Regions from separate parts of the Pan troglodytes genome. Here region 2 is linked to region 1. Evidence: chromatin contacts called from public capture Hi-C data. All regions are on one chromosome and are shown on one strand. The core of a region is the stretch at or near the end of the contact, and the rest is flanking DNA. Distances in the headings are between cores, read along the strand shown.

Region 1 (7,034 bases), core at 1,773-4,272:
GGAACACAATGGCATGTGAAAGGCTTGGCTTTGTGTTTTGCAAATGTTTTGCTTTGGGAATCTTTTCCACATTCCTCAGAATACTCGCTGGTAAAGCAAGCCAGCAAAGAAGCAGCAAAGGTCCTTGCAAAATGTTTCAGTTGAAAATGTACCATGTGTTACTTTTTAAGAATTTTTAATGGAAATGGGAATATATCCAGGGTTCTGAATGTTCAATAAAATACTGTGAAAGTCACCACGCCATTCCCGTCCCCGCTGGCTCTTTTCCAGGCTGTTTCCAGTGCTGCCAGGGAACGGCCGGGTCACCCAGGAAGACCTGGTTATTGGCGGGTATCTGATTCCGAAAGGCGTGAGTTTGGGGCCATGGGGGTGGCCAGGCCTTGCGGGTCGGGGTTGAATTGGAATCTGCTTCTACCTTCAGGAAGTCTTTGTCCCTAAGCAGAGATCAATAGGTTTCCTTTTCTTTTGCATGTATTTTAAGATGAAGATGGGGTGTTGGGAGAAAGGAAGGGAATGGTGTGATCTCACTGCTCTGGAAATTTACTGCTCACCAGCAAGGCAGCCCATGCTCCTTGGCCTGCTCCCCAGGCCGTGTGGAAGTGGCCAGTCACCGCTGGGAGTCTCTGAAGGGCTCGACGGCCTTCTCAGTGGCTGCAGTGACATTTGGGGTGCAGTGTGGAGTGGGAAGGGAGGGAGCGGCTGCCATCCTGGGTGTGAGTGGACCCAGGCGGCCCCCAGGCGGGAGCACCCCAGGAGACTGTCCGGCTAGGGCTCTGGGCCCTGCCCTGCTCTTGAGTGATTCTGCTCCTTATCCCTTTTCTGTCATCCCTGATTTCCTCAGACCCAGCTGGCCCTTTGCCACTATGCCACATCGTACCAGGATGAGAACTTCCCTCGGGCCAAGGAGTTCCGGCCTGAGCGCTGGCTGCGGAAAGGAGACTTAGATAGAGTTGACAATTTTGGATCCATCCCCTTTGGTCATGGGGTTCGCAGCTGCATAGGGCGGAGAATTGCAGAACTGGAGATTCACCTCGTCGTGATCCAGGTAGGGCGTGGAGGCCAAACGTTGGCCTTTGGGTTCGGCCTCTTTCTACTGGGCACAACAGGATAAAGACTTCCAGGTTGAAAAGCAAAGACGGTTTTGGAAACTTAAGATCAAGAGCCGTCAGGCACTGTGGCTCACACCTGTGGTCCCAGCTACTCAGGAGGCTGAGGCGGGAGGCTCACTTGAACCCAGGAGTTCAAGGCTGCAGTGAGCCGTGATCACACCACGGCACTCCAGCCTGGGCGACAGAGTGAGATCCTATCCAAAAATAAGAGCTCTGCATGAAATCCTTTGAAAATGCCTCCCCATCTCCCGTGCCCACCCCATCCTCCAACCGTGGTAACCATCTTCAACCCCATGGCCTCCTGCCTTGCTTCACTCCTCCTTCACATCCATCATGTGGGTGGACGACAGGCCATGGCCTGAAGATTTGGATGGGGTGTGTGTCACTGGGGGTGCCAGGGGCCCAGAGCCCAGCTCTCCTGCCACCACACGGTGAGTTAGGAGAGAGGGGAGCGGGAGTCAAATGAGTGGTCTTCAAACGCTAGGGAGCATAAAGCCAGCAGGGAGCACCTTACAAGGCGGACTCCTAGCCCCGCCTGCAGAGTCACGGGTTTGATGGGTTAGGGGTGGGGTGTCCACTGCTGCTGCCGATGCTGATGGTGCGGTGCGTGGGCTACACTCTGAGAAACCCTGGAAGTCTAAGCGAGGCCCTGTGGGGATTGGGGACCCCGCCTCCACCTCTAGTGGCCGTGTCTGCAGTTAGGAGCTGGCCTCTCAGGCACCGTCAGCAGCAGGCCCCCCCCCGGGAAAGGCACAGTGGTGCTCTTGCTGGTCTCCTTTGTTTAACTGACCCAACCATTTACACGGAGCAGTGGTTCTCAAGCTTCTTAGGTTGTGAAACATCAGGAAGCCCTGGGTGTTGTTAGAGAACACCTTACATGTGAAGATACATAATTCTGGGTTTGCACCGTATCTGGGTTCAGGCTATAGCAGGAACTAAATAACACCTGAAGGAAATTTTATAAAAGTAAAGTCAATGGCGGAGAAAATTCCACCCATTAGCCTCTCCTGCAAGTTGGAGAAGACTGTTTCAGCGACGGGAAACCTTGGCCCGAGGTTTGGGAGCTCCATTGTTGCCTGAACATTTGGAGAATGTGGGGAGTGCCTGGTGACCTCATCTCCCCATTTTACCGATGAGGAAACCGAGGCTCAGAAAGCAACAGTCACTTGCCAAGTCCCACAGTGGCAGGTGCAGGGCAGGATCCAGGTGTCTTGACTTTTCCCCTACAAGTCATGCAGGTGCCCCCTCCAGGCTCACTGGGAGACCGGAGCCGGGCAGAAGGGAGAGTAAGGGACCAGGGAAGCCTGGTTGGCTGGGAGGAGGGGTAGAGGGATTCTGGATGGTCAGGCTCAGGGTGGGCACCAGAGCTGGAGAAAGTAAGGGTCTACTGCCCAGGGAGGAGGCAGAGAACGAGGTGTGGGGAGAAGCCCCGCTGGCTCAGGGCTGGCTCTGGAGGCACAGGTGGCCCATGAGACTCTGCTGGGGTGGGGCTGGTGGGACCAAGTGGCCATCCCACCTTTGTGTGGATGTGGCCGCTGCCCCTGTCCCTGGGAGTATGTGAGTGGCAGCTCGATGTGTAGGGGGAGCTCAGGGCAAGCTGGCTTCACCCTCAGTTCTGCCACTTGCTGGCTCCGGGACCTTGGCAGGTTTCTCAGCCACCTGAGCTGAGCCTGTCACGTCATTTACAAAAGGGGCCAAATCCCTGCCTGATAGGTGTGTGAGGAGTAAAAACAGTCCACGCACAGAGTCTGTGCCCAAGAAGTGGAAGCTGTTCTCATCTTCTGAGCCCTGCACTAAGTCTGCTGTGGGGAGTGTTTTCAGGAAGGTCTCAGCTCCCTAAAATGCTGCTGTGCCTCCCGCAGCCACTGCACCCTCCCGGAGGGCATCGGTGAGTTGGGAGGGAGGCTTGTTGCCCCCAAGCTCTGGCTGCCTGAAGAACCGGGGTAGACACCTGAGCAAGAGGCCAGCGGTGAAATGGTATTTGGAGCTCGTGATGGGGTCTTGTTTGCTGCTGTCAACATATGAATATACCTGCTAAAGTTTTTGCTTAAAAAGTCCTCATTTCTACCTGGGCAAGTGTAGAAAGGGAGCATCACGGTTTTTATTTTATTTTATTATTATTTTTGAGTCTTGCTCTGTCGCCAGGCTAGAGTGCAGTGGCGCAATCGGCTCACTGCAACCTCCGCCTCCTGGGGTCATGCAATTCTCCTGCCTCAGCCTCTGGAGTAGCTGAGATTACAGGTGCCCATCACCACGCCCAGCTAATTTTTGTATTTTTAAGTAGAGATGGGGATTCATCATGTTGGCCAGGCTGGTCTCGAACTATTGACCTCAAGTGATCCACCTGCCTTGGCCTCCCAAAGTGCTGGGATTACAGGTGTGAGCCACTGTGCCTGGCCCATGATTTTTTTTTTTTTTTTCAGAGTCTCGCCCTGTCACCCAGGCTGGAGTGCAGTGGCGCAATCTCGGGTTGCTGCAACTCTGTCTCCCGGGTTCAAGCGATTCTCCTGCCTCAGCCTCTGGAGTAGCTGGGATTACAGGCACCTGCCACCATGCCCAGCTAATTTTTTGTATCTTTAGTAGAGACGGGGTTTCACCATGTTGGCCAGGGTGGTCTCGAACTTCTGACCTCAAGTGATCCATCGCCTCGGCCTCCCAAAGTGCTGGGATTACAGGTGTGAGCCAGCACGCTTGGCCCATGATTTTTAATTGTTAAGAAAAAAGCCAGGCACTGTGGCTCACACCTGTAATCCCAGCACTTTGGGAGGCCAAGGCGGGCAGATCATGAGGTCAGGAGTTCGAGACCAGCCTGACCAACATGTGAAATCCCATCTCTACCAAAAATACAAAAATTAGCCAGGCCTGGTGGCGGGTGCCTATAATCACAGCTACTTGGGAGGCTGAGGCAGGAGAATTGCTTGAACCCAGGAGGCGGAGGTTGCAGTGAGCTGAGATCGTGCCACTGCACTCCAGCCTGGGCGACAGAGTAAGACTCTGTCTCAAAAAAAAAAAAAAAAAAGAAAAAAAAAGAGAAGGCACAAATAGTACCAGGAATGAGCAGGAAGGCACAACTGTATAGACAGGAGTTGATTTTTTTTTTAATCAAGAAAATACCTAAAACAGTTTTTTTGCCAATGAATTTGAAGACTTAGATAAAGCATACTGTTTACTAGAAAAAATATAAGTGATCCAAATTGACTCAAATGAAAGAGAACAGACCTAAGATATCGAATCAGTGAGAGCAGATCAAAGAAATGAGTCAGTGGTAAAAAGATTTACCCCTAAAATATCCTGAACCTAGACAGGGTTATTGGCAAGTTTTATCAAACCTTCAGGGAACAGGTAATCATCATCTTATATAAATAGAGAATAGAAAAAGGAAGTCTCATTTTGCGAGACTTGCATAACCTTGATATTCAAACCTGGAAAGGATGATATGGAAAATAAAAACTACAGGCTGGCCTGACTGATTAATAATTGAAGATGGAAAATATGCAAAATCAACAGTTGGCAGGCTGAATGTATAAAACGGAAAGGCATCTTCACATATCAGGTGTATTCAGGAATGCAAGGATGGTCTGCCTAGAGAAAATCTGTCAGTAGAATTCACCAAGATAAAAAGGAGGAAAATTACATGAGCATCCCAAAAGATAATTGATAAAATTCAACCCCAATTAATGAAGAAAGTCTCTTGGCACAGAAGCAACAGTGGAGCCTTTCTTTCTTTTTTTTTTTAATTTTACTTTAAGTTCTGGGATACATGTGCAGAACGCGTAGGTTTGTTACATAGGTATACATGTGCCATGGTGGTTTGCTGCACCCATCAACCCGTCCACTAGGTTTTAAGCCCCACATGCATTAGGTATTTGTCCTAATGCTTTCCCTCCTCTTCCCCCCATCCCCCTGACAGGCCCCTGTGTGTGATGTTCCCCTCCCTGTGTCCATGTGTTCTCATTGTTCAACTCCCAACAGTGGGGCCTTTCTTAACCAAATAAATGGCGTCTGCCCCAACAGTACAGGAACGTGCCTGAAGGCTACTGGGAAGGAAAGGGACAGCTTTCATGGTGTGATATTAATGTGTTCCCTTAAAATCAGGAAAAAGATATTTGATTGAACAGAAATGTTTGGAAGATCCACCCCAGCTCCCTGGGAGCTGGAAACTGGATGTAGGGGGGCGGGGGGGCAGTGTTTTTTGTCTTTTGTCTCCTGCATAGTTTTAATTTTTTCAACAAACAAACCACTCAGAAAAGAAAAAATACCGTGTGGCACGATGGCCTTGAAGTTAGGAGACCCACATGTCCACATGCGAGTCTTCCCTCTACCGCATGGGAATGAGCAGGCGTTTCTGAGAGGTCAGCACGAGGGGTCAGAGGTTAGGTGTTTAGGCTGAGCCACCCAGATGCCAGCAAATGATGTAGCTGCCTGAAGACATGCTGTTCAGCTCATTTCTTTAATAGTGACAAAGGCATGAGTTCCGCCTGCGTCCCCATTGCAAGCCTTGACCCTTGAGCCTTGGTGCCCTGTCTGACTCTTAATTATTTAAAAGAGATACCTTAAAGAGATAATCGCTTTAGGGTGATGGATACTTTGGTGTTCTTTCAAACTCACTGTGTAGGTACATTCCAGTTTTACCCTGGGAGGCAGGGCTGGTTCTGCTTTTGAACTATAGGAATGAGAAATGGAATCAAAGGTACCAACCAAGATCAACAATCTCATCATTCATTCCTTTTTCATTACTATTCACTATTACCAGCACAAGTGATTGTAAATTAGGCTCTGAGGAGAGCTCTACCTCTCCTTTCAATAGTGTTAGAGGCGGAGAGTGGTGGCTCATACCTATAATCCCAGCACTTGGGGAGGCGGAGGTGGGAGGATCGTTGGAGGTTAGGAGTTCAGGAGCAGCCTGGGCAACAAAGCGAGTCTTTGTTTCTATAAAAAAATTAAAAAGTTAGCCAGATGTGATGCATGCCTGTAGTCCCAGCTACTGAGGAGGCTGAGGTTGGAGGATCACTTGAGCCCAGGAGGTTGAGGCTGCAGAGAGCTGTGATCACGCCATGGGGCCCCAGCCTGGAGCCCCAGCCCATCCTGGGTGCAGCTTCTTTGCCTGGGAGACAAAGCTGGAGAGAGAGGAAGGGCAGGGCGGGGACAGCCTGGGCCCTAAGTAGGAGACTATGGTATTGCCAGCTCATCTGCCCCCTGCCCTTTCCAAATGGGCTGAAAGCAAGGTCCCTCCTCCCCCCAGGAGCCTGTCCGTGGACAGAAGTCTTTAGAGCAGGTTACCTGTATTCCTAAGCCCAGGGCTGACTTTGAACATCAAGCTCTAGCCGGCCGCCGGGGGAGATAATTGCTTTAGGTGTTCTTTCAAACTCACCGTGTAGGTACATTCCAATTTTACCCTGGGAGGCAGGGCTGATTCTGCTTTTGAACTGTAGAAATGAGAAATGGAATCAAAGTTACGAACCAAGAATATTTAAATTCAGGATAGTAGCACGGTGAAGTCTTTTGGAGGATTCAGCTCTCTCCGCCTCTGTTTCTGGCCGGGTCTGAAGTGTCTGCAGTTTCGGAACCAGCAGGAAACCCGGAATTTCACTTTGTTCCGCATTTCCCCCTGCTCTTTTGATGCCTTCTTCATCTAGACCCGCAATGGAAGCAAAAGAGTTAGAATTTGAAATGGCAAGTGAAACTTAAGTCATCTGAGCATCTGCCTGCATCTCTGTCCCACCGGCTGCCCAGCTGCTTAGTGGACATGCCTAGGCTCTGGTACGGGATCTAAAGTTCTGTTTCCAAACAGCGGGCTTCCCACTGACCCGGAGGTTCTGTAGCCTCCAAAAGCTGGATGTGGGTGCTCATTGCCTGCGCTCTCTGCAGCCCAGTGCCGCCACAGGAAGAGTAAAAGCATTCAGGGAGCACTGAGAATTTTCTGCT
Region 2 (6,368 bases), core at 2,181-4,680, 64 kb before region 1:
CAGGTGTGAGTAAATGGGTATGTGCTCTCACAGGGCAGCGTTTGTAGACACAGACACAGACATGTAGTCCTGCCTGGATGGGCCCATGGGATTTTTTTGGAAATGTTGGAAAACACGGAAGAGATGAATAGAAACAGTCCTTGTTGCCCTTTTGGTGTGTGCCCCTTGTACTGTTGCACACAGCTGAGCTCACAGTGGTTGTGACTGGTCTCCTGCTTTGCTCACATGAGTATTTGTTAAATCTTGATGTTGAAGCCCAGGATGGCAAGCAGGTGACCCCAGCTCACCTTGGTGGCGACTGGAGGGAGCATGATGGGCTGGGGGTACGTAGTTCGCACACACAGGGCTGCCATCCCTGGCTGTGGCCACACAGTTCTCCTCTGGTTTCTCCTCAGTGATAAAGCTGAGCCCTCTAGCCCCTAAGACTGCTCTGAGGATCAACTCTTGTGGTAGCTTCGATACTTAACTTTGAAAAATGTAGAGTTCTGTGAAAATACTCAACCTTTCATTTATTCTACAAATATGCCTGCTCTAGGCCAAGTAAATATATGGTCTAATTAGTGAGAGCATCATTATGGAGAATTAGCAGGCCTGTCCAAGGGGAGAAGTGCACTTCAGTCAGGTGCGTTTGAAATTCAGTTGCCATTAGAGCTGGAAGGTGAGCAACTGCTGGGCCAAGGCAAGAAGGAAACAGCTGTCCCTGGGAAGGGGCTGCCCTCCCTCCAGCCTAAGGCTTTCCTCCCCCGACCCAGGGGGCACTGTCCATGGGAACCCAGGAGAGTGCTCTCATTGCCCTCACTGGTTTTAAGGAGGTGCCTGGTTCATTCTCCTCACAGGATAGCAATGTCAGCACTGATGTGGTTATCCCCATTTTACAGATGAGGTCATTGAAGTGCAGACATTAATTACTTGCCTCAGGGTTACTCAGGGACAGGAGGAGCCAAGAGTCAAGCCCAGGGCTTTCTGTCCTTCCACTTGATTCAAAGCCTTATGGTGGTGTCTCAGGAGATTTTAAGGGACTTTTGCCCTAACTGTTAAAAAATTCTGTTCAGGCCAGGCATGGTGGCTCATGTCTGTAATCCCAGCACTTTGGGAGGCCTAGGCGGGAGGATCAGTTGAGTCCAGGAGTTTGAGACCAGCATGGTCAACATATCGAGACCCTGTTTCTCTCTTAAAAAAAAAAAAGTTTGTTCAGAAGTTGTTATTAAGTGAGGTAGTGCGGCATTATGGTTAAGAACAGTCTGAAGCCAGGCTACCTGGGTGTTCAAATCCCATCTCCTTAAGAGCTATGTGATCTTGGACAGGTTAGTTCATCTCTCTGTGTCTCAGTTTCCTCTTCTTTCAGGTGTGGATTATAGTAGTTTTGAGGATTAGAGGAGATAATGCATGTAAAATGCTTAGAACAATGCCTGAGACAGTAAGCGATCTGTAAACATTATTAAAAATGATGTATTAAATTTATGTAAGTCTTATAAAATTTGCTGTGATTATAAATATTATAAAAGGAGTATCTTTTCTTCTGGAGACTAACATGGGCTGGTCCCCCCCTTCCCGGCAGGCATCTCGGCGCTTTGGCACCATGAGTTCTATGTCTGGGGCCGACGACACTGTGTACATGGAGTACCACTCATCACGGAGCAAGGCGCCCAGCAAACATGTACACCCGCTCTTCAAGCGCTTTAGGAAATGATGCTTAGGCGGGGTACTTCGTTCAAGACCGGCGCTTGGCACCCTTGTCGGAAAGGGATTTTCAGCATAACATTTTCCTTCCACCTCTTTGACCTTCCCTCCAGCGTTGGCCAAATTGTGCTGAGGAAGATGCATCAAGGGCTTGGCTGTGCCTTCATAGGTCATCTAGGGTTTTATAAAGGAGGAGGAGACAATATTTTTTCAAACTTTTTGGGGAGTGGGGTCATTTCTGTATATAAAAAATGTTAATATTTAAGGTGTATTTATGTTACTGTTCTGAATAAACAGAATGGACCATTGAACCAGTCTTCATTGTACAAGTGTTTTTATGCTTCGTCCTGGGCATGGGTTATGTCTGGATGACCAACCTCCATCAAGGCCCTACTTTGTAGCAAGCACAGATGAGTAAGATGGAGCCCATCCCCAGGGAGCTACCAGGGACATGTACCCTGAGATAGAAGAAACGTTGGCAGGAAAGGCCTGGGGAACGGGGAGGGTGATCCAGCCAGAGGGAAGAGCCTGGGTAGTTGACTGTGGTCCCTGCTCACAGCTTAGCCTGGTGGATTGAGACTGGGGCTTCAACCGCACAGCTTCCTGCTGTTCTGGTGGTCACAGCTGTTCCTACAGCCTCGTCCGAGGTAGACACCCACGTCATGAAGGCCTTCCAGGTTGGCTCCTGGTGCCTCATCTTCTCTGAGAGAGTGACCTCTTGTTTCTCCCTCAAAGTACGTTTTTAGAAATTGCTGAGAGGCTAGATGCCTCTTCTAATAGCAGTTTAGTGCCCTTGGGTGTTTTAATTGCTACTTCCTTTATTTTTAATGGCTTTGGGCTTTTCTTTTATGTTCCTGGTATGAAAGCAAAGGTGTTGAGGAAAAGACAGGCCAGGCAGGATTGCTTCTTGAAAGGTAGGCACACACAAGGCATATTCGCCTTGCAGAAGGACTTGTGATTCTGAGGAGGAAGCCCACTCTGCCTGTAACAGGAAACAGCGCTCACACTTGGGGAGTGTTGAAACCCTGGCTACATAAGGCTTCCAAGTGGCATCCCCACAGCTCGGCAGCAGCTTCCTGTCCTCAGCTCTAGCACAGGTGGGCTACTCTCTGTGATGCAGCCACAGACTGAGGAGAAGAAAGTATTAGGTTGGTGCAAAGGTAACTGCAGCTTTTGCCATTACTTTTTTTTTTTTGAGACAGTTTCACTCTTTGTCCAGGCTGGAGTGCAGTGGTGCGAACTTGGCTCACTGCAACCTCCACCTCCCGGGTTCAAGCGATTCTCCTGCTTCAGCTTCCCAAGCAGCTGGGACCACAGGTGCCTGCCACCACGCCCAGCTAACTTTTTGTATTTTTAGTAGAGATGGGGTTTCACCATATTGGCCAGGCTGGTCTCAAACTCCTGACCTTGTGATCCGCCCGCCTCGGCCTCCCAAAATGCTGGGATTACAGGCGTGAGCCACCGCACCTGGCCACCATTACTTTTACTGGCAAAACCCACAATTACCTTTGCACCAACCTAATACCTCTTTTATCAGGGGGCTTTGAAGCAAGAGCCACCTGCCCCACATTCCGCCTCTCTGAGCTGACCTTTTGGTGACAAACACACTCTCATAGTCTGGTCAGTAGCTGGTGCTGCCAGGCATCTAGCCACTATCAGTGCAAACCCCAGGAACCAGCAACAGGGCCCTCGCTAGGAGTAGGGGGCCGAGCAGCCCTGTCTGAGATGCGTGCTTGAGCCCACAGACTCGCCTGTCATGTAACCCTGATGGGTCGGCACTCAAATGTTCAAACTTGACTGTAACTCTTTTCAGTCTACCTCCTGTCTTGCCTTTACACTTGAGATCCTCAAACAATACTGAGCATTTCCTGTATTTTCACATTTCTGGCCCCTGTTTTCTTGTCTACTGACAATGTTGAATTTTACCTGAGCCCTGTGATCCTAGGAAATAGATACATTTAAAGGAATCCCTTGTCCTTGGTGTTCTGGAAAATGGCTTACTGCAGAGAACCATCCTTCCTGGTATGACTCATGAATGCTCCCCTTGAAGACCCCAGTCGAGGCCAGACACAGGCCTTTCAAATTCCCATTCTTTGCCCCATAAATTAGCTAAACTGCTTGTCCCCAGTGATCAATGGGAACAAAATGCTTGTGAACCAGACTTTGGTTTACAAACTTTGGCTCACCCTCCCCTCCACCCCTCGAGAGAATAGACTGGACTCAGGGTAAGTCACTGATTGGATCTACTGTCCCACCATGCTACTCCCCTTCATCCCACTTCCTGTCTTTTACTTGCTTCCCTCCCTATAAAAGAAAACCCCTTTTGCCTAACCCTGAGACAAACAGATCTTATGTTCAGTGCATTCTCCCTGCTGCAATAGTACACCCCTCCCCACCACTTTGCAACAATCCTTTCAAATAAAGTCTCCCTTTACTAAGTCCAGATTTTTTCTTCTTATTTTTCTTAACATTGTCTATTCTGTGAACTTGAGTTCCAGATTTTTTATTTGACATCATGTAACAAGTTTTTATCTGAATTTCCAAATGTCTGTTGGTAGTATATAAAAATATAATTCATTTTTATATATCAGTTTTTATATATCATTCCTCAGTCATGCTAAACTCAGTTCTAGGAAATTTTTCTGTAGATTTCTAGAATAAGTAGACTAAAATCAATGAAGATATAGAAGACTTGAACAATACTATTAACCAACTTGACCTAATTGACATTTACAGAATTCTCTACTGAGTAACAGCAGTATAAGCATTATTTTCAAATACACAGATCACTTGCCAAGACAGAATCAATTTCAGGCCCTACAAGTCCATTGGAAAGTACACTGGTAAGTATTTAAGCCATACAAGCTGTAATCTGTGCCCACAGTGTGATTAAGTTAAAAATCAATAGAAAAAGAGTCTGGAAAACCCTCAAATATTTGGAAAACGTGGTGGTTAATTTTAGGTGTCAGCTGAGTTAAGGGATGACAGGTCACTGGTTAAGCATTTTTGGGTGTGTCTGTGGGCATGTTTCCAGGAACGAGGAGCATTTGAAGCTGTAGACTCAGATCCACCCCCACCAACGTGGGTGGGCCTCATATACCCATCAAGGGACCAGACAGAACAAAAGGATGGAGGAAGGGTGAATACAAATTGCAGAATACAATATTGATACATTAAAAAAAAATCAATTGGCCGGGCGCAGTGGCTCACACCTGTAATCCCAGCACTTTGGGAGGCCGAGGCAGGTAGATCACCTAAGGTCAGGAGTTTGAGACTAGCCCGGCCAACATGGTGAAACCTCATCTCTACTAAAAATACAAAAAAAATTAGCCGGGTGTGATGGTAGGCGCCTGTAATCCCAGCTACTCAGGAGGCTAATGTGGAAGAATCTCTTGAACCCAGGAGGCGGAGGTTGCAGTGAGTTGAGATCACACCACTACACTCCAGCCTGGGCTACAAGAGCAAAATTCTGTCTCAAAAAAAAAAGAAAAAAATCAATGATCTTTTTATATACTTAGAGACAAACATTTGGAAGTTGAAACAAGAATACTATTTACAATAGCATAAAAATATGCAATGCTTAGGGATTATCTTATGAAATATGTAAATTCTGCCTGTATTCGCCTATTAATTTAATCTTTTTTTTTTTTTTAAACAGGATCTCACTCTGTCACCCAGGTGAGTTCAGTGGCACAATCAAAGCTCACTTCAGCCTTGGCCTCCTGGGCTCAAGCGATCCTCCTGCCTCAGCACCCCAGTCCGACCCAGTAGCTGGGACTACAGGCACATGCCATCATGCCCGGCTAATATTTTTTTTTTTTTAATTTTTTGTAGAGACAAGGTCTCACTATGTTGCGCAGCCTGGTCTTGAACTCCTGGGCTCAAGTGATCCTCCTGCCTTGGTTTCCCAAAGTGCTGGGATTACAAACGTGAGCCACGGCACCTGGCCGGTTTAACCTATTTTAAATCGAATTCTTAACCAGATTTTTCATGGAAACGTACAAACTAATGGTAAAATAAATGTCAAAGAATAAAGAAACAAAAATATCAAAGAGAATTTATAAGAACAGTGCAGTAGGCACAGGAACAGAAAAATATACCAGTGGAATGGAATACAGAGCCTAGAAAAATATTACTGAGAACTTGATCTGTGATAGAAGTAGCATTATATAAGTGTGTATACACACACCTACATATCCTCCTACATCTATATCCATTCCAACAGTATCTTTCTATCTATCTATCCCCATGAGTTCACACTGAAATCTCTACACAGGGTTTATTTGTTTATTTATTTTCAGATGGAGTTTCGCTCTTGTTGCCCAGGCTGGAGTGCAATGGCACAATCTCGGCTCACTGCAACCTCCGCCTCCCAGGTTCAAGTGATTCTCCTGCCTCAGCCTCCTGAGTAGCTGGGATTACAGGTGCCCACCACCATGACCAGCTAATTTTTTGTATTTTTAGTAGAGATGGGGTTTCACCATGTTGGCCAGGCTGGTCTCGAACTCCCGACCTTAAGTGATCCGCCCACCTTGTCCTCCTAAAGTGCTGGGATTACAGGCGTGAGCCACCGCATCCAGCCCACAAGGTTTATTTTATCATCTATTTTATGTTCACAACTTCATTCTTTGACAATGAGAAAACTGGCTCCCATTTTACACAATATATTAAATATTTTCTTATTTGCT

Evidence for each region. Capture Hi-C pulls out chosen DNA fragments and counts their contacts.
Region 2: a capture Hi-C map of stem cell-derived neural stem cells shows a contact between it and region 1, with 2.5 times the contacts expected there. The contact joins two enhancer-like sites. A contact is called at or near these places in 1 of 7 Hi-C or Micro-C datasets (stem cell-derived neural progenitor cells) and 1 of 1 other capture datasets (stem cell-derived neural stem cells).

The regions. Positions count from the first base shown.
Region 1 is chr13:27,866,444-27,873,477 of NHGRI_mPanTro3-v2.0_pri, reverse strand. It overlaps LOC470525 (cytochrome P450 27C1), which reads left to right. Exons shown (of 9, transcript XM_009443230.5): 7 at 271-349; 8 at 842-1,045. Among named protein-coding and RNA genes, the nearest start is that of BIN1, 82 kb to the right of the region's middle. Within about 2 kb of position 3,022, at least 1 of the 24 cell types and tissues checked has an H3K27ac peak or open chromatin away from gene starts, as enhancers often do. A contact at or near this core is called in stem cell-derived neural stem cells, where this site is marked.
Region 2 is chr13:27,931,848-27,938,215 of NHGRI_mPanTro3-v2.0_pri, reverse strand. It overlaps ERCC3 (ERCC excision repair 3, TFIIH core complex helicase subunit), which reads left to right. Exons shown (of 15, transcript XM_016949674.4): 15 at 1,559-1,996. The coding sequence ends at 1,690. Among named protein-coding and RNA genes, the nearest start is that of ERCC3, 38 kb to the left of the region's middle. Within about 2 kb of position 3,430, at least 1 of the 24 cell types and tissues checked has an H3K27ac peak or open chromatin away from gene starts, as enhancers often do. A contact at or near this core is called in stem cell-derived neural stem cells, where this site is marked.